5 separate regions of the Mus musculus genome follow, and regions 1, 2, 3 and 5 are each linked to region 4. A link is a contact called in public HiChIP or PLAC-seq and promoter capture Hi-C data. All regions are on one chromosome and are shown on one strand. Each heading gives the region's core, a stretch centred on a gene start, on an enhancer-like site or on the middle of the called end of the contact. The rest is flanking DNA. Distances are from core to core; before and after follow the strand shown. Region 1 holds the start of Prrc2b (proline-rich coiled-coil 2B). Region 2 overlaps Nup214 (nucleoporin 214). Region 3 holds the start of Ciz1 (CDKN1A interacting zinc finger protein 1). Region 4 holds the start of Ass1 (argininosuccinate synthetase 1). Region 5 holds the start of Uck1 (uridine-cytidine kinase 1).

Region 1 (5,101 bases), core at 374-2,873, 680 kb after region 4:
CATGTGGTTGCTGGGATTTGAACTCAGGACCTCTGGGAGAGCAGTCAGTGCTCTTAACCACTGAGGAGCCATCTCTCCAGCCATATATATGTTCTTGTTTCTTGAATGTTATTTTTAATTGCTAGGATATCTGGAATAGATAAGGAGAACCTAGCACTGCACAGTAACCTCGAAGGGAGCCAGTCTCTCTCCCAGGCCTTTTGTTCTGCATTCACACGAATACACACCCAAGTGGGGTGGTTTATGTCATGTTTTAAAAAGGGTGAAGTGGCCGGGCAGTGGTGGTGCAAGCCTTTAATTCCAGCACTTGGGAGACAGAGGCAGGCAGATTTCTGAGTTTGAGGGCAGCCTGGTCTACAGAGTGAGTTCCAGGACAGCCAGGGATACACAGAGAAACCCTGTCTTGAAAAACAAAACAAAATAAAACAACAACAAAAAAAGGTGAAGTGTCTATACGGTGCACTTGTTATGGAAGGGAGACCTTGCTGTGGAATGGTGCAACGAACCACTTCTGCCGTACCACTTCTGCCGTACCACTTCTGCCGTACCACTTCTGCGTGTTTCCTGCATGTATCTTGCCACTGGGATCCCCCTCTCCCTCCACACATTCTAACAGGTCAGGACTGTCAGGCTGTCAGGTTTGTCTGTCAAGAGGCTCTAGAGCTCTGGGGGTGGTGGGAGCAGGATCCAAGTTCAGTCCCTCTTCTGAGCCCCCCTCCCTCTCAGGTCTGCATCCCCTGCCTTTTAGGGTGCTGAGTCCTCCCCATTCTCCCCACCCTTTTGCATTCTCACCCCAGAGCTCTCCCTGGGGTCCCCTCCCAGTCTATGTCTGCTTCTTTCAAGAGCCCCTCCCCCACCCATGGAGGAGGCCTTCTCCATGGGTGGGGGTGGTCTTCAACCAGATCCACTCTCCGTTGAGATTCCTCTTCACCAGGAGCCTCTCTCCATGAAGACCCCTCTGATTTGGGACCCCATCTCCATCCATGTATCTTGCTACTGGGATCCCCCTCTCCCCCCAGTTCCTTTACTTTTTCTCCATTTGAGCCGTCCTCTCCATTGCAGCCTCTTTGCACCAGGGCTTCCTCCTTCTCCTGGTTCCTTTCCACCTAGGCCCCTTCTCCATCAAAGTCCCTCTCCACCAAGGCCTCTTCTCCATCAAGGTCCCTCTCCACCAAGGCCTCTTCTCCATCAAGGTCTCTCTCCACCTAGGCCCCTTCTCCATCAAGGTCCCTCTCCACCTAGGCCCCTTCTTCATCAAGGTCTTTCCATTTGGGCCCCTTCTCCACCTCGGCCTCCTCTCCACGTAAGCCCCTTGTCCATCAAGGTCCCTCTCCACCGCGTCCCCTCTCCAGCCGAGCCTCCTCTCCATCTAGGTCCCTCTCTTCCGCAGCCCCTCTGCACCGCGGCCCAGCTCGCTCCCCGCGCTCTCCCTCCTCCTCTCCCCCGCCCTCCCTCCCGGGACAGGGGCGACGCAGCAGGGGGCGCTGCGCGGGCCACCGTGCGGGCGGCGGGCGGGGGCGGCGCGGAGGCGGAGGCGGCGGCGGCGGGGGGCGGGGAGCCGAGCGCGGGCGGGAGGCGGCGGCGAGCCACAGCGCCGAGGCTCCAGCGAGCGCCGAGGAGCGGGAGGAGGAGGAGGAGGCAGAGGCAGGAGCGCAGAGCGCCGAGCCCCGCGCCGCCGCCGCGCAATCCGCCGCCATCCGCCGCCCCCGCGCCCGGCCGCCGCCCGACCGCCATCGCCCGGGCCCGTCGCGCGCGGACGCAGACCAGGTGGGCCGGGGCCGGGGCCAGGGCAGAGGCCGGGGTTGCGCTTTGTCTCCGCGGCGGTGCGCTGCGGCGGGCGCGGGGCTGCGGCCTGGGCGGCCTGCTCGGCGCTCCCCAGCTCGCCATTGTTGTGTCTTCGCGGCCAGGGCGGGAGGACGGCGGGCCGAGCGGGGCTGGGCAAGGCTCGGGGTCGGGATCGAGCCCGAGGGCTCTCCTGCGCCCGGGGACGGCGGCCTTGTCGGCCGGGGTGGGGGACGCGGGACCCCGAGGCCGCCCGGAACCGCAGGCCGAGCGCCGCCCCGGCTCGGGTGGGTTCGGCTGAGGGAAGCGGGGTGGTGTTTTCACGGCACCCGGAGCCGCTGCTAAAAATGTTTAATGATAAACAGGATGTCGCTGCTCGGGGCCTGCCAGATTGATTTTTTTGTTTGTTTCTTTTTCTTCGTCTACCTTTTAAGAGAGAAATGCAGACCTATTGAGATAGATGGTGGGCCTCTCTGGAGAGGATCTGCCTGCATAAAAGTGGACGCTGCTGCTTTCCTTTCTTCTTTGTAAATATCGTGGGGGGATGAAGCCCACTGTTAGGCAAGAATAGGTGTCGCCCCCCTTCCCCAGGCAATGGTGAGCTTGAAGGAAGTGGGAGAAGGGGGGCGCCGATGCTCTCCGGAGTGTGTCATTTGCTAAATGGCTGCCTGGGAGAAACCTTTATAAAGCTGTCTTTTGCAGGGTAGTTAAATTTCACCTACGTTTTTTCTTTCCTGGAAAGGTTAGCGTGTATTTCGGTGTGTTGTCTGTTTGCGTTGTATATCTCACTTGGGTTTTCTGTCCGTCTGTCTGAAGCCTCAGCGCCCTTTCTCAGCAGTACAACCGCAGGGGCTTGCTTTGTATCGTAATGTCTGCACCGTCGTGGTGCAAGCTGGGACCTGAGGGGTACAGGCTGTGGAGTGGGATGCTTGCTGCCACCGAGGGACTACTCAGCCTTCACAGGCAGAGAGGCATGACTTGGCAAGCCGTCGGTGCTCTGTAGTTACTCTGTGCTGTCAACCTAGGACAGAAGGCTGGCCACTTGTGGTGTCATCCATGCTGGGGCATGCCACAGGTGCTGGTTTGAAGTGGCAGCGTTGGAGAAGGGATTCAAAACATTGGGTGATGTAGGACTGCTGGAAGTTCCAGGTCAGCCTGGGCTACATGGTGAAAACCCAACAAAATACCCACATCCGTAGGTACTTTGGTTAGTGCTGGGCCTCAGTGGGGAGGAGGCACGGACTGCGTTAGTAGCCCCCGTCAGAGCAGGGGGTTGTCTGGCTTTCAGTGGGCTGGAATTGTATAGGATGGATAGGAGAAGAGACAGGAACTCGGGAGTCTTGACTTTGGAAGAGAACTGCCCTCCTTGGGGATGGGCAAATAATTGTTCGGGGAGCCTTCAGCTTGTTCAGGCAAGTGTCCCTCTTGGAGCCATGTTCAGGTCCTCTTGAGTGACTTTACCCAAGTCTCTGAGCCCCAGCTCTTGCATCTATAAAATGGGAATAATAAGACTCCTGCTGTATCTCGTGGGAGCCTCCGGTAAGGTTCACAGCAGAGCGTTTCTGTCCTGGGAAGGTGGTAGACATGGACATTCTCGCAGGTTCCTTGGTTTTGTTAGTTCCTTTTAAATCCTGACTTTTCCTCGTGTTGTGGCTTGTGGAATTGGGGACCCCCTGCAAATGCTGTGACCAGCAAATTGTTTCAGGGCTGGCTTAAAGGTCCAGGGGAGCTCAGCTAGATTCCGCTGCTAGTGGGAGACCATGGAAGGGTTTCAGATAATGAATGGGGAGACAGATATTGGTCTCACTCTGTGTGGTGACGTAGGCCTTGGCTCTTGGAGAGCCCTGGTTAACTTGCTGGTTTCCAGTTGGATAGACAGTGACTTGCAGTCTGGGAGGGAGAGGTGTGTGTGTGTGTGTGTGTGTGTGTGGTGTTGCTTCATTTGCCTTAATCATTTGCTGAGTTTAAGGCGCTTCCATGTCCCCTCCAGGGCCTTTTCTACACTTGCCATTTGGCTCATCCTTGCTGTCTGACCTCCCTTGCCAGTCTGGTCCTGGTCTGCCTGTGGCTGGTGGATTAGGGAAGGTTGAAGTCTACTGTCCCTGCCCCCAGGATTGTAATTCCTGGCGGAGCTCGCTGCTCATGTGGGGCCTGCTCTGGTCCTCCCCACTCTTCCGTGGGAAGGAGAGGGTGAGGGAGGGGAAATCCCTGGGCACTTGAGAGTCAAAAGCCTTAGGAGAGTGGAGTTTCTGGAATGGCCGGTCGGAACTGGTTCCTGAGCCTTGGCTTTACTCCGCTACCCTCCATCCTGTTTGAATTTCGACTCTCTCCCACCCACCCGCCCGGTTTCTTTTTCTCAGAAAGATCATTTTATTGTCTTTTAAAGCCCCCCCCCCCCTTTGCCTCACACAGAGTACCAGCTCCCAGCTAATGGCTGTGGGTTGGTTCCATCTCCCTTTGTTCCAGCGTTTAAGATTGATCATTTCAGGGTTAGTTTCTATTTCAAACCAGAAAAGGCTGGGAGGTCCAGTGCATGCATTTCTAACTTCCATAATGAGGCTCCTCTGCTGTCAAATGTTCAGATCAAGTTACAGGCCAGCAGGTATTAATAGGGCCTGGCCGGAACAGGTCTTAAAACAGTACAGTTTTTTTTTTCCTCTTAAAAAAGAAAGAAGAAAAGAAAGAATATTTCCAGCAGACACCCGTTGGACTCTGTGCTGCGAGCCTTGTTTTGTTTGCTTTTGAGTATTGTATACAAAGGCAGGGCTAAGTAAGTTTAAGACTTCTTTTGAATTATAGTCGATTATATTTATTGAGTGTGTCTCTGCTTGTGTACCATGGTCCTCCAGTGGTGGTCCCAGGGCAACCTGTGGGAGTTGGCGCTAGCTTTCTATCCCGCGGTTCCTCAGGATCAAACTCAGGTTGTCAGGTTTGGCCACAGTCACCCTTACTACTAAGCCAACCCTCAGCCTTCAGTCATTATTATTATTACTACTACTTGGGTTTGGGTAGACTTGGGAACGTTGGGATGGGGCCTCACAGGGCTAGTGGTGCTGGAAGCCGTGGGGAGAGATAGGTGGTTAGCCTCCTGGAGCGGGGACATTGTTTACCATGAGCCTTTAGGTTTCACAGGGGCCCTTTGGCATCCTCACTTGGGAGCTGGCAGGCCTGGGCCTCACCACAGGTGACACTGCTGTTTACATAGGCGGGCCTGTGGGAAATCTGTGCTCCAGGGGGGTGTTTGCCTTGGTGGCTTGCTTGCTTTGCTTTGTTTTCCATTGTACTTTTCCCCCATCTGTTATAATCTTTCCAGAACTTC
Region 2 (5,357 bases), core at 1,832-4,331, 590 kb after region 4:
CCTTCCTTCACAGCCAGTTCTAAGACAGGTATGGCAAACAGACCAGGGAGGCAGCCGCTGAGCTGCCTGTCACCTGCCACCCTGTCTCTGCTCCTGCATGCTCTGCATCTGCTGCCAGTTCCCAGTGCAGAGGCAGTCTGCTGATCGTCTCCATACACAGCATTTGCAGACCTACAAACACCACGTCCTTCCTTCACTGTTTGGAACCCACGACTTACGGGGACATCAACAAGTCGCTGCAGGCTTGGACAGTGTGCGAATCCATTTTAGACATGCTTCTTTCTCTGGGTGCGTTAGCTTTGAGGGCCTGGCATGTTCTGCTCCTTGGGCTGTGGAGTCCTGTGCTACCAAAGCCTCTGCAGAGACCATCTGTCACCTTTCAGGTTCACAACATGGCACTGCTCTGGACTGGGTCAAGGGCAGAGGGAAGAGCTGTGGGTTGGGGTTTGTCATACTGGAAAGGTTTTGGTTCCTTTGTTGTTCAGGGGTTGTTCTTGTTTTTGAGACAGGGCTTCCCTGTGTAGCTGGCTGTCCTGGAACTTGCTCTGTAGACCAGGCTGGCCTTGAACTCAGAGAACTGCCTACCTCTGTCTCCTGAGTGCTGGGATTAAAGGCATGCCCACTACCACCTTGCTAAGATGCTGTTTTGTAATGCTTTAAGGTCATGGTGCAGTCAGTGTGACTGTGGTCCTATTGGCTTTTGTGTCCCCCATGCCACAGCTTGCTCAGGTGTGCCCTTATGTCTCAGCCTTGGCCTCAGACAGGGAGTTCAAGCCTCCATCCATCCTTATTCAGGGGAAGAACATGACCATCAGGGATGGGCGCTCCCCCAGAGTGTTCAGTGGCTTCTTATCATCTCAAGAGGAATCTGCCCTGCTGGGTTCCTAACCAGCCATCACCAGAGCCAAGACAAGACCTAGAATTAGGCACAGGGTCCACCCGGACTGTCACCCATTCTCTGTGCCACAGAGACTTGTCTGCATGCTTCACTCATTAGGGGCTCTGCCTCTTCTGAGGAGCTGGAGCCTTGAGAGCCTCAGTGTGGCCTCCTTTTGGTCCTTTGGGAATTGAAGAGCCAGGCACCGCTTGAGGCCCCTCTGCCCGGAAGCAGGTCTGTCTCTCCGTATGCTTGGAACTTTGCCGACCAGGTCTCTCAGACCAAGGGATCGCCAGGCTTCTTTTTGTGTCAGGGTCTCACTCTGCAGCCCTGGCTGGCTTCAAACTCTCTGATCCACCCTTTCCGATATATATCAAGTGCTGGGAAGAAAGGCACTTGCTCCAGGCTTTCTGGGTTTGATGGGGAACATTCATGGATGAGGACTATAACTGGGTAAAGAGAGGGAAGAGCCCGTTTTGTTACCTGAAGAGGAAGACTGAGATTAAAAATGGAAATGAAGGAGTTAGTGAACTGAGAAAATTCAACTGAGGTAATTTCCAAGGGTGCCATAGTCCTGCTTCAAGCATTGAGTTGTTACACTTGACAAAGCAGCAGGACAGAGATCAGGTGGCGGGGGGCGGGGGGGGGGTCCTCCTTCAGGCAAGAGGGTCTGTAGGTACTTCCTGCTGTCAGTGGACTTCAGCCAGCCACAGAGGTGAGGGGAGGTGACACACCCAATTGTGTGATCAGATTATATATATATCTTATAAAGTAGGTGCCCAGAGAAAGCTTAATATTTTTTTTAAAGATTTATTTATTTATTTATTATATGTAAGTACACTGTAGCTGTCTTCAGACACTCCAGAAGAGGGCGTCAGATCTTGTTACAGATGGTTGTGAGCCACCATGTGGTTGCTGGGATTTGAACTCGGGACCTTCGGAAGAGCAGTCGGGTGCTCTTACCCACTGAGCCATCTCACGAGCCCGAGAAAGCTTAATATTAAACTCACATCTCTCATTGACAATTCTAGAATGACAGGAACTCACCAACCACAATAACCATGGCCAAGGGAGTGAGGATGCCTTGGGGACTCACTCCTTTCACAGTTAGTGTTGGCCAGCTTTTCAGGCTGGCCGACCACACCTGTCCTGACGCCCTGCATGCTGAAGGCAGGCTGGAGGGCCCACAGTAGCTCTGCCCCATCAGAGCCTCAACTTGGAACAGTTCTGAGCACAGACCTACGCCTCTTACCAAATCCCTGTGTGCTTATGGGGGGGAGGGGGGGCATACTGCTGACCATGGGTCAGGAGTCCACACTTCCCCCTAAAGTGAGAATCTGTGGAAGCATACTCAATGTCACAAGATCCAGTCCTGTACATGGGAATGACAGTCACCACCACTGAGTTCTAGCTCAATGCAAGTGCTCTCAGGTACTGTCATTGCTCAGGCCCGGCCACCTGCTGGGCAGCATCCTACCCCTCACTACTACTCTGGAGGCTGAATTCTAGCCAGAGCTGCTGAGGCTCAGTGCTGAGTTAGTTGGTCTCCATGGTCCACACCCTCCCTGCGGTGCCGGAGACCTGACCCAGAAACTTCTGTGGAGGCTGCCGAAATAGCAAAAGCAAGGCAGCAGGGAAGCCCTGAGACAGGTTCAGCCACTGTGCACATGTGTGCACAGGGAAAGAGCTCCTGGACTTAATGGGAGTCTGTCTCTGAGAAACCAAACGATGGCCTCTACCACTGTGACCACCTGAAGCACTAACTTCATTTTACATCTGGGAAAGCAAAACAGACCATGATGAGAGAGCTTAGAAAAATCCGTTTTCTCCCTCCTCCTCAAGCTCCATGAAGCCCAGCTCCCTCCCAGCCCAGCATCCTGAACTTCAATGGGACATGCACTGAGCTGCTGGCTCGACCTGGCCACCTATCAATGTAATCCACCCCAAAAAAAGAGCTAGAGGGGGCTGACAGCAGCAGCACATTCCTCCTGTGCCTCACTAAGCACGACAGTAAGTGCTGGAGTGTTTTCTGGCAGAGCACAGCTGATACGGCCTATGGAGCGATGTCAAATGCTGTCTCAATGGAGGATTAGTGTGGAGAATTTGAGGTCAAGGGTTTAGGCTGAACTGCCTTCTATGTATAGAAAGGAGCCTGTAAGGGAATACAAGGGCAGATGAAAGCCTTGGCTGGGTGGGGGTAGACAGGATGACATGCCAAGGCAGAACAGAGCTAGTTACCCAGTTACATAGACCTCCTGTGAGCTTCCCTATCACAACTGCAGTCCCCTTGGTCTGAGAGACCTGGTCGGCAAAGTTTCAAGCATATGGAGAGACAGACCTGCTTCCGGGCAGAGGGGCCTCAAGCGGTGCCTGGCTCTTCAATTCCCAAAGGACCAAAAGGAGCCCACACTGAGGCTCTCAAGGCTCCAGCTCCTCAGAAGAGGCAGAGCCCCTAATGAGTAAAGCATGCAGACAAGTCTCTGTGGTACAGAGAATGGGTGACAGTCCGGGTGGACCCTGTGCCTAATTCTAGGTCTTGTCTTGGCTCTGGTGATGGCTGGTTAGGAACCTCTTGAGATGATAAGAAGCCACTGAACACTCCGGGGGAGCGCCCATCCCTGATGGTCATGTTCTTCCCCTGAATAAGGATGGATGGAGGCTTGAACTCCCTGTCTGAGGCCAAGGCTGAGACATAAGGGCACACCTGAGCAAGCTGTGGCATGGGGGACACAAAAGCCAATAGGACCACAGTCACACTGACTGCACCATGACCTTAAAGCATTACAAAACAGCATCTTAGCAAGGTGGTAGTGGGCATGCCTTTAATCCCAGCACTCAGGAGACAGAGGTAGGCAGTTCTCTGAGTTCAAGGCCAGCCTGGTCTACAGAGCAAGTTCCAGGACAGCCAGCTACACAGGGAAGCCCTGTCTCAAAAACAAGAACAACCCCTGAACAACAAAGGAACCAAAACCTTTCCAGTATGACAAACCCCAACCCACAGCTCTTCCCTCTGCCCTTGACCCAGTCCAGAGCAGTGCCATGTTGTGAACCTGAAAGGTGACAGATGGTCTCTGCAGAGGCTTTGGTAGCACAGGACTCCACAGCCCAAGGAGCAGAACATGCCAGGCCCTCAAAGATAACGCACCCAGAGAAAGAAACATGTCTAAAATGGAATTGTGCGGACAAGGCCACCTGGCAAACTTGTCAAGCCCACGTTGTCCCAGAGCCAGACCTGTTCGGCTCAAGTGGACATAACTTGCTGTGTCTAAGCCCCTGATGGCAGCAGCCCCACAGCCTCAGCTGTTGGGTCCACCCTTCTCTTGCTGTGTCTGGACTAAAAGAGGTCATTCCACAGACGAGTTAAGGCTGCAGTTGCTGCTTTATCCCCTTTCCGCTTATAAATAGAAGTCGTTCATACCAACGCCCTGGATGGAGATGCTCAGCGTGGTTTGGGGGTCTAGGATTGGCAGCATCGGAGACTCTAGGCAAGGGGCGACAACTAGAAGGCAGGAGCCTAGCTACATCTCAGTCCTGCTCCATCTTGCTGCCACAGCTGGTCTTAAAACCTCGATCACAGATGCAGCCTGGCCTCTCCCTGTGGTTTGAAGGGACCTTGGATGACCATGTCCCTCTTTCCAGGCCCTGTGACCTCTCTCCCTTCCTTGTCCCGCTTGCCTCACTCCCTGATGGCTCCAAGGCTGCATTGTCTGCTTCCCTTCTGTCTCATTGGGCCTCAAAACTCTCCTGGTGTCCACACCTCCCAAAGGTCTCAGTGTAGGAGCATAAAGCCTCTCCCAAAAGCCCCTTGGGCCACCTTCCTAGTCCTCTCTAGTATCCTAGCTGGATAAGAGGCATGCTGCGTTCCTCTTTGTGTCCTTGGCTATTTGACTTATTCAGCTACTGTCTCCTTGAGGCCCCACCCATGGTGGTCAGCCCCATAAGAAGCATATTTATCTTTTCCTAGTCCCTGGCAGTGCTGAAAGCTAGAACCAACTCAAAAGCCTCAGTAGGTGCCTGGTTTGAGTGGGATGGTCTTAAGGTAGTCCAGGAACCCCAAAACAGCCAACAGCACTCTGCTCTTTCGGGTTTCCACCTTTAGGAAGGCGTGAGCTCTGGGTGGAGCACCCTTTGTGATATGAGACTTCCTGAGCTAGAACCACTTCACCTGCCACTTGTCTCTGTTTCTTCCCTAGAGATGCCCAGGATAGAACAAACCACTCCTACCCTCCCCACCATGAACACACAGCTGACAGCCTCCTCCTCATCCCAGAGCTGACCAGATCTCAGAAATGAGGTTGACTGTCCCAGAAGGAGGGACATGCCTTGGGCTAAAAGATGCCTTCCTCCTTATCTGCACTTGGATCTTCCTAGTCTAGGAGGATTCAAGGCTAGCCCCCTAGGACGGGATCCTTCATCCTCACTGCAACTGCAGCTAGCCAGGGCTGCAGAGAAGAGAGGAGCAGGCCAGGCTGGTTTGAAG
Region 3 (4,774 bases), core at 207-2,706, 890 kb after region 4:
GGCGCGAAGTGGGGGGATGAACAAGATAAAAGAATTGCCAAGACCAGTGGGGCTAAGGGGTGTCCGCAGTGGCAGGACCTTTTTAGGGGCAGGTAAGAGCCATTAAAGAAAGTAACTGTGTCAGACGTGGTGGCAGAAGCCAGCGGGTTTCTGTGAATTCGAGGCCAGTCTGGTCTATAGTGAGTTTCCATATGTAGCCATTGCTACACAACACAATGAAACGGAAAAGGAAATCAGAGGCTTGGGAACTTGTTAAGTGGTTAACGTTTGTTCTTCTTCCAAAGGACCCAGGTTCAGCTCCCAGCACTCCCACAGGTGGCTCACAACCATCCACAAACTTCTTCCTAGGGGATCAGATGCCCTCTTTAGACCTCTGCAAGCACTAGGCACATACAAAGTACACACACATACATGCAGGCAAAACATTCATACACCTGAAATAAGAATACATATTTAAAAGACGGGGGTGAGAGGCGGGCGTGGTGGCGCACGCCTTTAATCCCAGCACTCGGGAGGCAGAGGCAGACGGATTTCTGAGTTCGAGGCCAGCCTGGTCTACAAAGTGAGTGCCAGGACAGCCAGGGCTATACAGAGAAACCCTGCCTCAAAAAACCAAAAACCAAAAAAAAAAAAAAAAAAACCAAAAAAAAAAAAAACCAAAAAAAAACAAAAAACAAAAAAAAACAAAAACAAAAAAACAAAAAACGGGGATGAGGAGAGATAGCTCAGTGGTTAAGAGCACTTGTTCTTGCAGAGGAGCTGGGTTCGATTCCTAGCACTCACAAGACAATTCACAAATGTTTCTAACTCTAGTTCCAGGATGTACAAGATATACACGATATACAGATACACATACGTTCAAAACACTCATACACATAAACTAAATCTTTTTTAAAAAAATGTAAAAAACAAAACTATTTTTTTAAAGCTGAATTCACCACACATACGCGCGCCCGCTTGCTCTTGTCCCAGCCCCACGCGGGCTCGGGATCTGGGGACAGTGGTGGCATTGGGGAGGTCAGTTGGGATCTGACCGACTGTCGGTCCCCTTTGCCCCTGCCAGATAAACAGACGGCCGTGGGAACTCAGAATCGCCCCTTCCCGATGCTGGGATCTGGGGACAGGAGCCTACGCTGCCCGGCGCCTCATAGCACCTGGGAGCCACCGCGGCTCTAGCGATTGCAGATTGGTCGCGGTCCCCGCGACGTGACCTGCGCGCGAGGCTTGTTCGCCCGCCGCGGCGTCCGCGCTGAGGCCTCCGCACCTCCAGAGGGCGCTCTGCGCGGGAGTGGCCAGCCGCTGGGCCTTCGGAGTGTCCCGGTCCGGTCACCGTCCCGAGCAGCCCGGGAGCTCCGGAGCCCGCCTTACGAGTCAGCTCGTGGCTTTCACGGTTTCGGTTTTCGTGGATTGCCGGGAGGTGAGGGGGAGCCAGTGTGGTGCCCGCCCCGGAAGCGACAGTGGAGGAGGGTTGGGCACCCCGGGAAGGGTGGACCGCAGGGATAGCGGCTACTTGCAGAGAGCCTACGGGCTTTGTGGACAGGCGAGGCCACAGGATTAGTTAAGTGGCGTTGGCTATATCTGCGAGGGAAGGGAGTGGAGGGATGAGGGACAACGGAGCGGGGTGGGGGTGTGCTGCGGCGGACGGAAGCGTTTCCCATCCAGGGTTCATGGATTTAAGTGACACAATTTAGGGAGAGGACAGCGGAATCCAAAACAGGGAAGTGTGCACGGGAAGCACCAGGAAGTGTAGAGTGACTGACAGGCAGGAGATGGGAGTGGAAAGGTGTGCTCCGATTAGAAGGTTGGACCGCCAGAGTTGAAGAGATGGGAGGGAAGATAAAGAACTGAAGGCGTGTCTGTGTGTGTATCCTGTTCTGGCAGCTGACCGGAAGAACTGGAAGCCCCGAAGCCCCGGGTATAAATGCAGCGTGCTCTTGGCGTGGGTGGGACTGTGTAGCGGTGAAGCTTAGCAGGCGTTATGCTGGGGTGGGTGTTTTGGGAGGGGAGAGAAGCTGGATCATCCCAAAGTGGTGATCTGACCCTACCCACCATACCCCCTTCAGCCACCATGTTCAACCCGCAACTCCAGCAGCAGCAACAGTTGCAGCAGCAGCAGCAACAGTTGCAGCAGCAGCTCCAGCAGCAGCAGCTCCAGCAGCAGCAACAGCAGATACTGCAGCTCCAACAGCTGCTGCAACAGTCCCCACCACAGGCCTCCTTGTCCATTCCTGTCAGCCGGTGAGTTTTCCACTTCCAGGAGCAGTCTGAGGTCTGACGGCTCAGACCCACATTTTGGAGCCTGGCTCCCAGTAGTTATTTTTTCCCCAGGGGCATCCTTGTTTGAGTATTAAATGTCATCAGTTTCTACCTTGGAGGGGATCCTCCATCTGCCATTGAGATGGAGAGAATGGAGGTGAGAGACCTCCGGGTAGATGGCTTTCCCAGGACCCCTCTGACACCCTACTCCCATCACACAGGGGCCTCCCCCAGCAGTCATCCCCGCAACAGCTTCTGAGTCTCCAGGGCCTCCACTCGACCTCCCTGCTCAATGGCCCCATGCTGCAAAGAGCTTTGCTCCTACAGCAGTTGCAAGGTATGGCAGTTCCCCGTGGCCCTCAGCTTCTTCCTAACCCATTCATTCTTACCAACACTCACAGCGGCCCTAACAGCATCCTTATAGATGAAGATACCAGGCTCCCAGGAGATGAAGTCCACAGGCTACTCTGCTAAGTACAGGGTTACCGGGCTACGGTGCTGGCCGTTCCTGCCTCTGCTGATAAACCTAAGGGGAGGCACACCCGTAACCCCCCTCTACAAATGAGGATAGCAACCTGAGGCCCAGAAGAGGGACCATGTGCCCATAGTCACAACACAGGTAGAAGCTAATTAGACAGCCATCACTTGGTATCCCTACCAGGACCCCAGCGTGGACAGCCTTTCGGGGTGACTTTCAAAAGATGCGTGGATGATTCGAGAGAGAAAAAAATCCCACAGCAGGTCACAATATGCACATATGTACACCACCTTTTCTTTTCCCATTTTAAAAGTTATGCTTGTCATAGTGAAAATAATGTATTAAAATAGAAAAACAACAACAGCAACAGTAAAAACCCACGGGGGCCGGAGAGATGGGTCAGAGGTCATGGGTCAGAGGGCAGGAGTTCTTGCTGCTCTGCAGAGGGCCTGAGTTAGGGTCCATCACCCACACAGGGCAACTCCTGATGCCTGTGACTCCAGCTCCAGGGGATCCACCGTCCTTATCTGGCCTCCAAGGGCAGCTCCAATACAACACGTGAATGAAAATTTAAGATAAATCCTAAAACATAAAATCATTGAAAACAAACAAACAAATCCAAGCGGTAGGAAGACATTCCCTCATTTCTGGGAGAAAGTCAGCACCCCGTCATTATAGTTCTTTCCATTTTTTTTTCTAGGAAGAAGCTTGGGAGTTGAGTGTGGTTATATGATTAATACCAAAAAGAGTCCACGTCTTGTTTTTCTTTTCTTTTCTTTTTTTGCAGTGCTACAGTTTTTGTTTGTTTGTTTGAGACAGTGTCTCACTCTATATCTCTGGCTGGCTTAGAATTCACTATGTAGACCAAGCTGGCCTTGAATTTATAGAGATCTGTCTGCCTCTAGTGATGGGATTAAAAGTGTGCACTGGTATGTTTGGCCTTGCTTTGAGAAAAGGTCTCACTCTGTAGCCCAGGCTATCCTGGAACTTAGTATGTAAGCCAGGGTGGTCTTGAACTCAAAACAGTCTTCCTACCTCATCCTGCAAGGGCTGGGATTACAGGCATGAGCTGCCACACCCAGCCAGTATTCTGGTTCAATCCAGGTTTGTTGTGATAGCTTTTAATTTCTCACTGGAGGGGTGTGTGCCCTTACGGAAACCTCAATTATCCATTTCTCCCCCCCCCCTCCTCTTCTCTATCCTAAACCCCACTGAGATGAACTGACATCTGAGACTCTTCTCACAGTAGATCCCCAGCACTGAGTGACTGAGTCGGGGATGGATGTCTGATGGCTTTTGATAAGTATTACCAAATTACTTTCCTAAGGACTGGACCAGTTTGCAATGCCACCAGCCACGTATGACGGTGCCAGCCTCACCATGCCTACGGCAACACTGGGTACTCCATGCTTTTTTACCTATGCCTCTGTGACTGTGTGTGTGCGCGCGCGGATTGTTTACTAAGTTGGTTTGCAAAGGCTAACGCTGCGTTGTGTCTTCATTCCCATTTCCACGTGCTAGTGCGGCTAAAACATATACCAAGCATTCACATGTCATTTTTGTGACTTGTCCATCTCTGTCCTTTGTCCGTCTCTGCTTGAGGGCTTCCCATCTTCCGCCTTACTGTTTCTGGGAGCTGGATGGCTCTCTGGGACGGTGTGTGTGTCTTTGTCGTACCTTTTTATCAGATACACTAATTCATGACTTTGAATCTTCATTTGACAGACGAGGGGAGGGAGAACTGGCTTACTCAAGGTGCCAGAGGTAGTCTGGACTTGAATTCATCTTTCAGCACAACTGACCTATGCCTTAAAGCCTGTGCTGCCCTCCCCTGCATTGCCCCTGAATCTGGGCATGAATGCCAACTCTCTTTCATGCTGTGGGCCTTCCCTGGGAAAAAGAGCCGAGTCAGAGGAGATGTAGCAGGAAATAAGAGGGCTGGGCCTGGGATAGAGGTCTCTAGGGATACAGATATCAGGGAAGGCCTCCTGAACAGCAGATAGGGAAGATTCAAAGGGAGGCCGAAAGATGCTAGGAATT
Region 4 (5,390 bases), core at 1,590-4,089:
GACTGGAAAATGCAGTCTTGTCTGCTCGCCTAAGATGATATGTAGATTTATCTATATAGATTTGCAGGGAAGAGGGGTTTAGCCTTGGGTTTGGTTGTCAGGACCACATGCAAAGCACAACAGGTAGGGAACAGGAAGCTGGCCTCAAACTCACAAGGTAACCAAGGATGCCCTTGAACCTGATGCTCCTGCCTCTACCTCTCAAGTGTTGGGATTACAGGAGTGAACCACCCAGCTAGTCACATGATGCTAGTGATGGAGCAGGGAGCTTTGTGCATGCTGGGTAAGCTCTCTCCCAACTGAGCCCCAGCCCAGCCCAGCCCAGCCCAGCCCAGCCCAGCCCAGCCCAGCCCAGCCCAGCCCAGCCCCAGGAGACTTTTTACAGACTCTGACAGGCTGTTTCTGTTATTTTATGGAAATGCCAAGGACATGAACAAGTTAGCCAAACGGTCATTTCCTAAATTTCAAGACTCACTGTAAAGCTACTAGAATCAAGACATCGTAGAAGCAGCATGGTAAGAGATAAATAACATGACAGAACACAGGCGCAAGAAACAGACCCACACTAACACAGTCCTTTAGAGCAGTCGTAGGGGCAGTGATGAGTCACCAACTCCCCGTTTCTTTTATTTGTCCCTTAGGGGTTCACATGTGTCCCTGGTGCCCATGTGGGTGTCAAAGGACAACTTAAAGAAATGGGTTGGTCCTTAGCCTTGGTAACAAGGGCCTTCACCTGTTGAGCCATCTTGCTGGCCCATCCAAGACCTTTAAGAAGGGTGTGTGTGACCTGTTCTGGTTTGTACTTTCTGGAAGCTTCTGACCTCCTTATAGAGGAAGGGCCAGGGGACAAACTGGTTATGCAGGGAAATGAGAATGGAAATTGGAGCAAGAAAAGTCCTGTGGTCTGAGTAAACCAAAGATGTGGAGAGTGCGGGGGAGGTGAGGCTGCTCAGAAGCCAAGAGTTCAAGGCCAGCCTGGTCTACATAGCTCTTCTAGGCTAGCCAGGGATATATAGGAAAGTTGTTCTGTTTTGCTTTTTTAAATCGCTAACCTAGATTCTTAAGGAGCCCTGACCTTGTCGTAGGAAGGGGGAAAGGTGAAGTCAAAGGTCATGGTGACTCATTTCCAGGGGCAAACCCTCTTGGGTCATGTTCCACCCAATCCAGAAGTAGTTTGCAGAGTGAGGATGGGTGGGACTCAGTGTCCACCGTGAAGGTGGAGGAATGCAGAGAACATAGCTGGTCCAGGAGTCAGCTGGGCCCCTGCACTTCACCTCCACCTCTGGGGGCTCATAAGTCAACTGCTGGCAGTACTGGCCCCTCTATCCCCCTGCCTATGTGTCAGTCCTCTGGGCTGGAGTCATTTCTGTAGTAGGGGGTAAAGGTTCCCCCTGTTCGTGATTCCTGCCTGAACCAGTTCAGTTCAAACCTGAGTTAGAGCAGAGGCTTTTGGGCTTCGGGGCCCAAATTCTGCTATGCTCTGGGCATGCTGTGTGGCCTTGGGAAAGATGCACCCTCTCTCTGTGCATATATTTCATAAAGGTAAGATGGAAAGCTTCTGGGCCAGCCCTAAGAAGCCGAGTCAGCAAATGGGGACCAATGGCCTCAAAGTGGCTCAAAAGTTGCTGGCATGTTCTTTTCATTGACCTCACTAGTCTCCTGTCTGTGAGGAAGGTCCAGAGCTGGTCCAGTGACGCCCGAAGGTCAGCTGTTCTAGTGTCACTTAGCAGAGAGATGCCTCAGGCTGTCCCCTGGACGTCCGTCCCCACCTGGCTCTCTGGAGTTTCTAACCAGCATGGGCTACGTTTAGCTTGGAGGACAGGGCCAGGAGCACAAAAGAATCCTGCAGCTAAAGTTTGTAAATGTGTCTGGCACCTTCTCCCTCCTAGAAGCCCCCACAGCTGCTGTTTCTGACCTTGAACAAAAATCAGGAGACCGAGTAAGGGGCTTGGCTGGACCCCAGAGGGCACCCAGAGTCTCAGGGCAAGGCAGTAGTAAGGAAAGCTGGGTAAAACATGGGCATGGAGCCGTCTGAGGCTTGGAATCTAGGCCTGCCTGGGGGATATGATCTTGCCGTAATCCTGGGTGTTGAGGTTCACTGGGGCAGGGGCTGTCCTGTGTGTTGCAGGGCTCAGGCCAGGCTGGGAAGCCTCTGGCACGGCTTTCTGGCTCATGTGGGCCACAACCCCCGGGTTCACTTTACAAGCCAGCAGCTTCACCTCTGTGAACCTCAACCTTCCCCATCTTCTGATGGCTCAGCAGACAGCCAGGCTTTGATTCACCATTTACTGGGAGCCCACGGCGATCTGGGCAGGTGCCAGGCCAGGACGTTAAAATGGCATCCCCAGCCATCCTTGGCCAACTCGTTTGCATTTTCTTGTGAACCCTTAGCTCTGGCTTGTGGGCTAGCATCAGGGAAAGCAAGAGCCTCTGAGGGGCAGATGCTTCAGTCTTTAAATCGAGTGGGGCTACACAGCCTCTGAACCTAAGCAATTTGCATCTTCACTCCCGCCTTGCAGCGCTTTCAAGGGTTCTTGCAAGACAGCTGCGATCAGCCTTGCTAGTCACGCGGGTTCCAACCTCTGCCGCCCTCCCAGGCGCCACCAGCGGGTCAGGATCAGGGGACCTAAATTGCAAGAGCCCACGCCCGTGCGCCCCCGGGAGGTGGTGCGGGCGCCAAGGGAAGAGGGAGGGGCCAGCGGGAGAGAGCGCGGGGCCACGCCCACCCGCAGGTGGCCTCGAGCCCTGAGAGGCTCGGAGCGGGGGCCGGGCCCGAGGGCGGGGCCTTTCTCGCGCCCGTCCCCACGTGTCCCAGGTTCCTGCCCCCCCCAGGCCCTGTGCTTATAACCCTGGATGCGCGCCTCTCTCAGCCCTGCTCCGCCGTCTGCCACTGCCGCCTGGGCTCACTGGTAAGAAGTTCCGGGCCCTTCTTGGTCCCCACTCTCTATCCAGGGTCTCATGACCAAGGAATCCCAGAGGGAGCGAGCAGCTGCAGGGGGTGGGCTCAGGGCAGCCCCCGAGTGACCGCGCAGTTAGTGGAAGGAAGGAGGCTGATGTCCGGGGCGCTGTGACGCACACGTTCCTCCTGCCTAGGGAACCCATGTAGGAGAACGGGTCCCAAGGTCTCCGGAGCAGGAGGACTATGGAGGTCCCCCTCTGGTTTTTCACGATCCTCTGTGTGCTGCGAAGGCTCCAAGTAGAGTCCCGGAGAGTCCAGAGGGTTGGGGGCTTCCGAATCCCTCTCCCTGGATCAGATTCGCCGATCTATGTTCAGGCTTGTTTCTCAAAGTAAGCAAAAGGTCCAGCCCCTCTTTGCCCTTAGGGGCTTGGGCGTGTGCCTTTCTCCTGAGTGTGACAGTACCCTGCTCTGGTGGACACGCGAACCCTGCCTACCCGTCCCGGGTCCTTCCTAGGCTGTGACTGGTTTCTCTTCTCCGTAGGGTGCAATGCCAGGCTCAGTCTGGGTGGGGCTTCTAGACAGGTTTCCTGCTAGCTGGCTGGCTCTTTGGGAGGAGCCCCTTCGCAGGAAATGTCTGTTTCTGGCTTGTTAACGGCTTGGGCCCTTCTCTGGAAGGCAGGCTAACCGAGAAATCGAGGGAAATCTTCTCCAGGAGAACTAACCGCGCTCTCAGTATTCCCCTCTGTGAAGTGGGTCTGTCAGGCTGTCTGCAAGTGCAGCTGGCAGGAGCAGACCTGCCCTTTCCCCAGGGGTAGAGTAGGAAAACCCTTCCTTTGATCCCTCGCTTTGCGGCTCCTCCACCTGGCAGGTGACCCCTGACGTCAGCCTCCCAGCTCCAGGGCTGCCAGCCTTGTGCCTGGACTCAGAACTCTTGCTGTCCAAGAGTTCAAGTTCAGTGAGCTGTTTTGAGAACTGTGGCCAGGGTCTGCCCACTTGCTCACTGGGTCTGGGATGAAGACCTGAAAAGACAGGGTCCCGTCCCCCCCCCCCCCCCGCAACCCTCCCCAGCCACCTACTCCCCCACTCCTCCACCCCCTCCCCCGCCCCAGACAAGGCTTTCAGAAGGAAGAAGACAGTGGAGAAACCTAAGAGCTGGGCTGGGCAGAGACTGGAATAGCCTCCATTTCAAACTCCCCCTACCCTCTCCCCCTCCCACCATAAACCAGCCAAGTCTGGGAGCATTGGAAGGGCCTCAGGGCTGCCCAAGGAATTCTGACTTTACCCAGTGCCCATGGAGTCCATAAATGAAGGGCAACTTCTGTCCACTACCCACCTCCTCCACGCACATAGTAGGACAGAACAGCTCTTAGCACCCTTGGTCAAGTGTGCCCCTCACCCCAGCTGCCTGCCTGCTCTGAGCTGAGGAAGTCAGACACTCCAGGAGCCTTGGGGTGGAGCCACGCCCCGGCCCACCTGCTGCATTTTCTCAGGGCCCATCTCATTGACCTTGGACGCCCCTAGGTCAGCCAGATCCCTCCACCAGGCTGTGAACACACTGCTTCTGGAGTGAGTGCCTTCCTTGCGGGCAGCCCTGCAGGAAGAGATACCTTGCTGAACTCTGGGTCTGAGGCATCGGTTTTCACTGAAGGTTTTGGGCAGAGTTCACTTCCCAGGACCTGGCTCCCTGTTCTTTTGAGGCTGGTTCCTCCCTAGACCTGGAAAATGGCTGGGCACCCAGAGCCTCAGTTGGTAGCATTAATGAGTGGACTGGTGTGTTCTTCTAGTGTTACTGGAGCTGTTAGCATCAGAGCACGGGCTCTGGCTGTCCCTGAAAAGCTGTGCTCTGCTAGCTTCCCCCCTCCCACCCCTTAGCCCAGTTAAAGAGACAGGTAAAAGGCAGATGAAGGACATGTAGTCTGTATAGCTACACCAGGAAGAGGAACAGAGGACACTACCCCAAGCCCACCTTTGGCATCCTGACACGAGGTTTAGGTTTTAACAAGGCAAGCGCCACCAGGAATTGCTCAAGAATGCAATCCCGTTCAAGGTGTGGCCCGGCCATCATTATCTTAGCTAAGTGGTCAGAACTGTGTGACATCGGCTCTTGGTTTGTTTGCTTATTTATTTTTGAGACAAGGTCTCACTATGTGGTCCTGGCTGGTCTGGAACCAGGCTGGCCCCAAACCCACAGAGATCTCCCTGCCTCTGCCATCCAAGTGCCGAGATTAAAGGTGTGCACTACCATGTCTGGCCTCTTGGGAGAAACGTTCCTTCCCTCAGTCTCCCCAGAGCTCCAGGTTTTTCCTTCCCCAGCTTGGGAAGTTCCTGGGAATTCCGTTGTTTCAGTAGTCAAAGGGACTACACGTGTCTTCAGGCCTTCCAGAACAGCTACACTAGATAAAGGTTTGAGTCTCTCACCAGAAATTGGTAAAACCCGCTTAGTCTCCCTCCTTGCCTCCTTCGGGCATGAAGATCAGAAACCCGTCAATCA
Region 5 (5,574 bases), core at 2,393-4,892, 790 kb after region 4:
CCCAGCAGCTCTATGTGTTTGGAAAGTACACATGAACCCATGTCCCAGATAAACAGCGACTGGCCCCATGCACACACTTGGGCGGCCTCCGTAGCCAAGGCAGGAGATGAGAGTCTCTGCTTCATGGTTTGGGTGTGGGGCTGGGGTTTTCTTACCCATATTATCAACTCCTCGAGGGATGATCACGTCAGCGTACTTCTTAGTCTGAAAGACAGAGAAGGCTCTCTTGAGGCTGGTCACTTTAAGGTACTCAGGCACAGGGGCTGATAGCCTGGATGTTGGTGGCACTGGCAGGTTGGGACAGCCTCGGACAGGTGAGAGATGGGGTCTGAACAGTGAAGGAGAAATTTAACCCGGACTGAACCTGCGAGTCAGTGCTGTACTGTGCTTGCCTGATTACAGTTTAATTGCTGTCCAGGGTAGGTGACACCACCCACAGTTCCTGGCCTCTGAAATTGGGACTAAAGTTGCAAATGTCCTGTAGGAGTGAGCCTGACAGGGCAAGAGCTGTGCCATGCATGGGCCTGCATGGAGGCATGCATGGCACTTGGCACCTGCATGCTCTCAGGATTTAGTTTTTTAGGCCAGTGACACTGCAGCACACACAACTGAGACAAGCAGAGAGAAAGGCTGCTGAGAGAACCTGGTTGAACCAGACAAAGCCCAGAGAAGGTGAGGGTATACTGTGGACCCAGGGTGGGTCCTGATGCTGTGGGTTTGGGTCAAGGAGGCCTGTCCCCTGTGGCAGACAAATTGCTGAAGGCAGTAGAGACTCTTTCCATGAAAGGTGAGAAGAGCAAACCTGAGCTGGTACCCACTGTGGCAGGATCACCAGGTGGGGTGAAGAGGGACTGAAACCCACTCCCCTTCCCACCAGCCTGGGAAATGCTTTGGAGCGGCTTGCAGGATGGGAAGAGCTGAGTCAGGAAACTGGGGGTGTCAGTGGTACCACAGGAAGAAGGACAGAGGAGCCAGTTGTCCCTGCTCAGCTCACGCTCAGGTGCAGGGCTGGGGTTTCGCTGCCTTTCATCATCTACTCAGCAAAAGGCCTACAAGTAAGAGACTGCAACAGCCTGGACTTCACACATTGCACTCTGCAGAAACTTCAGAGAGCATAAGTATTAAAGAAAAAAATAGGTTAGCACACTTTAGGTGCGTGGGGGCAGTTCAAGACGGGTTTCTCTATTTAACAGCCCTGGCTGTCCTGGAACTCACTCTGTAGACCAGGCTGACCTAGAACTCGGAGATCCACCTGCCTCTGCCTCCTGAGTGCTGGGGTTAGACGTGTGCGCCACCACTGCCTGGCAATGGTGTGCACTTTAGTCCCAGCACCCGGAAGGCAGCTCTTTCAGCGGCAGCACAGGGATTTGGGTCCCGTTTTCCTAGTTCACAGGGGAGTGAGCAAGACACACAGGCCAGACTTGGAAGAGAACAGCTCATACGGGCACACCGGGGTCTAGCCTGAGACACATAGGCCAACAGTGCAGATAGCTCCCAGGCGGACAGAGCTGAGAGCCATGCAGTCACCCCAGGGTCTAGCCTGAGACACACTGGCAAACAGTGCAGACAGCTCCCAGGTGGACAGAGCTGACCCCCAATTTTGAGTTTGAATGCATAAAGGCAATACCGGCAGGCAGAACTCCTCAAAGGCTGGTTTCACAAAGGCGGTGTACTGAGTCAGGATCTGCTCCAGGTCCCTTCCTCGTTGCACATCCCGGAGAACTGCAGCAACAGGAACAAGGCACCATCATATGCCATCCTCCTTGGGACTCCTGGAAAACCCCAACCCCAGCCAGGGACCCAGAGGCCCTTACCTCTTCGAGACAGCCTAACATCAGAGTCTGTGTCCACAAAGAGGCGCAGGTGGAACATGTCCCGGATCTCCTGGGTGTAGAATACCAAGATGCCCTCGAACAGAACCACATCAGCTGGGTAGACCACAGTGGTCTCTGGTAACCTGCCAGGGAGAGACCAGGCTAGGCCCTGCTTGATGGCCCGCTCACATTAGTAACAAGGGGCCTGAGTAGAGGACAGTCCATGGAAACAGACTGCGATGGGACCCACCACGGGACTGGGTGTGACAGCCCTCCCAGGAACCACCTGCTTACCTTGAGTGGGTCACAAAATCATAGGTAGGGACCTCGACAGTTTTGCCTTCAACAATGTTTTTCAGGGTCTTGTGCATCAGATCATTATCAAAAGCATCTACAAAAACAGGAGAAGCCCAAACTGCCCATTTGCTCTGGTGCAGCAGAGGAGGAGGACCACCTCTGCCCAAGGGCAGCGCAGCTGGGAGCCAGGGGTGCTGAGGACCCCACAGCACACCCCAGGATGAAGGGTAAGGTTGTCCCACCAGAAACTGGAACAAAGACTTTCTGATTGGCTGACACTGGGGGAAAGAGATCATTTGAGCCTCTGCTCCTCTGTATCTGGCAAAACAAAGTTAAGAGTCCTATTCTCTGACCTTCAGGAGTCCCTAGGAAAGCTTAAACCTTCAGGAACACAGGCCCCTACCAGGCCAGGAAGCTCCAAGGCCTGAGCCCCAGATTAACCTCTGTTTCTACAACTGGCCTCCCTGAAGACTGACTGCCCCGAGACAGCTTGGGGAATCCAAAGGTCAGGCAGGCGGTAGGTAGGGTGTACAAAGGGCTCCTCAGCAACAAGGTGCCAGGCAGAGATTTCAACACATCAAGAAGCGATCCTCAACATCTCCTGGCTCCTCCTTCCTAAGTGGCTCTAGCAAAAATCTTGAGTCACTCCAGGCTCATGGAATTCAGCAAACCCTACCTTTCTGTGGGCCCACTACCAAGGGAAATGAGGGTAATGTTTCACGGAGCCCCATTGCTGCTGCATTCAATCCCCGCCCCCCTTGGCAGTTGGTGTCCAGCAGTTCTCTCTGGACAGCCTCAGTCTGGCACTTTGCATCCTATGTACACATCCCTGGACAGCCTCGGTGGCAGTCTGCATCCAACAAACATCTCCTACAGCCCTGGTCCAGCAGTCTGCATCCATACACATCTCTGTATCTGTCTGGCAGTCTGCAATCTCTGTAGAGCCCATATCTCACAGCAGTTTATCCTCTACCCCCAGCTCTCCAGGCAGACATTCTCCAGGTACCTGGGTGGTCAAAATTGTACTGTCCCTTCAAAGCCTTGGCCTTCTGCTCGGCCGTCAGAACCTTGTAGAAGCAGTCCTGGCTCAGGATGACCAACTTGCGCTGCCGGCGGTCCACTTCGTTCTGTCCCAGCAGCTCCATGATCTTCTCACACACTGTTGACTGGGGACAGAAGGTGCCAAAAGTGAGCTTGTGCACTGAGTGACCCGCCAGCCCCTGGGGACGACCCCCTTAGCTGCTAGCAACAGGTGCCGCGGTTGGGCCAGAGGCAATGGCGCCCCAACCAGCGGCCTGGCAATCCCTCCGCGAGGCCCAGGCGCAGGGCGCTCACCTTGCCACTAGCGGTGCCGCCGCTCACGCCGATGAGGAACGGCCGCGGCTGGGGACGATCGGCCTCGGGCGCGGCGCTCTCCGAGCCGCCGCCTCCCGCCGAAGCCATATCCGGAGCGACGGACATACATTCACCGACTCTGCCCGCTCCCGCCTGGACGTAGTGACGGATGCTGTGCGCATCGCTTCCGGGGACATGAGCGCATGCGCGCATGAGGCGCGGCACTCAAGGCCGTGTCCCTGAAGAGCCTCAGTGACTCCAGAATGACCCCTTTACCTGGAGGCGGGGCCTGGATGGGGCTCCACCTCCCGACGAGACGCACACTCAAGTGCTGGACTAGACCAAGGTCTCCAGCCCACTGACCCCTATTTCCCTAGCACAGCCGAGATCCTGTCACCCACAGGGTTAGGACCGTCCCTGCCTTATGCTTAACCCCATCAGTGCCTCCTGCCACGTGAGAACGTGTCATCCTGAGACACTTAGGAAGACCTCCCTCTCCCTGGCGCATTATTTAAGTATCTATGAATCTGTTAAAATCTCTTGATTTTTAGACAGATTCTTACCGCATAGCCCTTGCTGTCTGGTACTCTGAAGCCCAGGCTGGCCCCAAACATTCTCCTGCCTCAGCCTTCTGAGGGTGGGAGTAACAAGCATGTACCACCATGCCTGGCTTTTTAAAAAAAGGAAATATTTATAATAATTTTATTTATATGTGCTTGTGTGTGTGTTATGGGTCTGTGCACATGACTGAAGTGCCTGGGGAGTGTCAGATCCCCATAAGGCTGTAGTTACAGGCAGTTGTGAGCTGCCCATTTTAAATGCTGGGAACTGAACTCTGGTCCTATGCAAGAGCAGTACACTTTTTTTTTTTTCCACTTTACTTTATATGTATGGCTGTTTTACGTGCCCGTGTTTTTGTACCACATGCTTGGAGTTCCCACAGCGACCAGAAGAGGGAGTCGGTTCCCTCTGGTAGTGAACTTTCTAACAGTTAAAAGCTACCAGTAGGTACTGGGAATTGAAACTAGGCTTCTGGAAGAGCAGTCACTCCAACTCTCACTCCAACTCCAACAACCTGGCTTTTAAATTCTGTTGTTGTTGTTGTTGTTGTTTTGCTTTCTTTATGACAAATGTCTCATTGCGTAGCCCAAGCTGGCCTAGAACTTGCAAAGGAGATACGAATGGCTCTGAACTCACAGTGAGAGACCTCCTGCTTCTGCCTCCTGAGTACTAAGAATAAAGGCGTGCGCCATCATGCCTGGTCTTCAATTCTTCCTGTGAGCATTGATTGCTCCTGACGTTCATTTGCTATGAATACTTAGGGGGTTGAGAAATGGGGTGGAGCACTTACCTGGACGCTGCTGGACTCTCCAGTCTTGCTGCCTGCCTCGAGCAGAGGTGCTGCCAGTCCACCAGCCCAACTGCTTTTATGTCAGCACAGACTTGAAGCACTTGGTTGAGGCCTTAAGACAACCATGGAGTGGCCAGAGCTCCTGAAAGACCCAGCCTCATCCAGGCCTGTTTTAATTTGTACCAGACTTTTCTATCATAAGTCTCTAGATGGCCTGGGCCAGAGTGGGAGCCTGGAAGGAAAGACTGAGAGAAAAGGATTGCTCGTTTTGAAGGAACAGCTTCAGACAGGCTTGTGAGAGTCAGGCGATGAACATGAGACTCAGGACTGCAAGGAACAGCCATGCCACCCAGATGCCACCTAGCTGTCCCTCGAGCCTCTCTAGGCATGGATGTTAGAACTCAGCTTTCCCTCGGGATTCAGTCCAGGATCTCAGCCCGTTAGATGGTGGGCCATCCAGGGCTGGCCTTCTTTTTGTCTTGGTTAAACTTTACCAGAAACACCTTCATAGAGACATTGTCTTTGGGTTTTACTGCTGTAAAAAAACACCATGAAAACTCTTCTATTTTATTTTATTTTATTTTATTTTATTTCGAGACAGGGTTTCTCTGTATAGCCCTGGCTGTCCTGGAACTCACTTTGTAGACCAGGCTGGCTTCGAACTCAGAAATCCGCCTGCCTCTGCCTCCTGAGTGCTGGGATTAAAGGCGTGCACCACCACATCTGGCTCATGGCAACTCTTATAAGGACAACATTTAACCAGGCTTACAGGTTCAG

What was found. Promoter capture Hi-C pulls out the DNA fragments that hold promoters and counts their contacts. HiChIP or PLAC-seq counts read pairs in DNA pulled down with a chosen protein or histone mark.
Region 1: a contact with region 4 is called in an H3K4me3 HiChIP or PLAC-seq map of embryonic limb bud, with 5 times the contacts expected there. The contact joins the promoter of Prrc2b here to the promoter of Ass1 in region 4. A contact is called at or near these places in 2 of 39 promoter capture datasets (hippocampal neurons and pre-B cells) and 1 of 115 datasets of contacts at active chromatin or transcription factors (embryonic limb bud).
Region 2: a contact with region 4 is called in an H3K4me3 HiChIP or PLAC-seq map of embryonic midbrain, with 5 times the contacts expected there. The contact joins the enhancer-like site here to the promoter of Ass1 in region 4. A contact is called at or near these places in 2 of 39 promoter capture datasets (cranial neural crest and pre-B cells) and 2 of 115 datasets of contacts at active chromatin or transcription factors (embryonic midbrain and memory CD8 T cells).
Region 3: a contact with region 4 is called in a promoter capture Hi-C map of stem cell-derived epiblast-like cells, with 4 times the contacts expected there. The contact joins the promoter of Ciz1 here to the promoter of Ass1 in region 4. A contact is called at or near these places in 2 of 39 promoter capture datasets (pre-B cells and stem cell-derived epiblast-like cells).
Region 5: a contact with region 4 is called in a promoter capture Hi-C map of hippocampal neurons, with 2.6 times the contacts expected there. The contact joins the promoter of Uck1 here to the promoter of Ass1 in region 4. A contact is called at or near these places in 1 of 39 promoter capture datasets (hippocampal neurons) and 1 of 115 datasets of contacts at active chromatin or transcription factors (microglia).

Annotation. Positions count from the first base shown.
Region 1 is chr2:32,149,525-32,154,625 of GRCm38.p6, forward strand. It overlaps Prrc2b (proline-rich coiled-coil 2B), which reads left to right and starts at 1,624. Exons shown (of 32, transcript NM_001159634.1): 1 at 1,624-1,767.
Region 2 is chr2:32,052,565-32,057,921 of GRCm38.p6, forward strand. Nup214 (nucleoporin 214) reads left to right here. Exons shown (of 36, transcript NM_172268.2): 36 at 1-1,411. It also overlaps a transcript of Fam78a not described here. Among named protein-coding and RNA genes, the nearest start is that of Mir7674, 4.3 kb to the left of the region's middle. Within about 2 kb of position 3,082, at least 14 of the 459 cell types and tissues checked have an H3K27ac peak or open chromatin away from gene starts, as enhancers often do.
Region 3 is chr2:32,361,742-32,366,515 of GRCm38.p6, forward strand. Ciz1 (CDKN1A interacting zinc finger protein 1) reads left to right here and starts at 1,457. Exons shown (of 17, transcript NM_028412.2): 1 at 1,457-1,557; 2 at 2,064-2,238; 3 at 2,478-2,593; 4 at 4,062-4,133. The coding sequence starts at 2,069.
Region 4 is chr2:31,467,431-31,472,820 of GRCm38.p6, forward strand. It overlaps Ass1 (argininosuccinate synthetase 1), which reads left to right and starts at 2,840. Exons shown (of 16, transcript NM_007494.3): 1 at 2,840-2,909.
Region 5 is chr2:32,256,463-32,262,036 of GRCm38.p6, forward strand. Uck1 (uridine-cytidine kinase 1) reads right to left here and starts at 3,643. Exons shown (of 7, transcript NM_011675.2): 1 at 3,447-3,643; 2 at 3,118-3,277; 3 at 2,109-2,205; 4 at 1,815-1,957; 5 at 1,628-1,722; 6 at 156-204. The coding sequence starts at 3,572.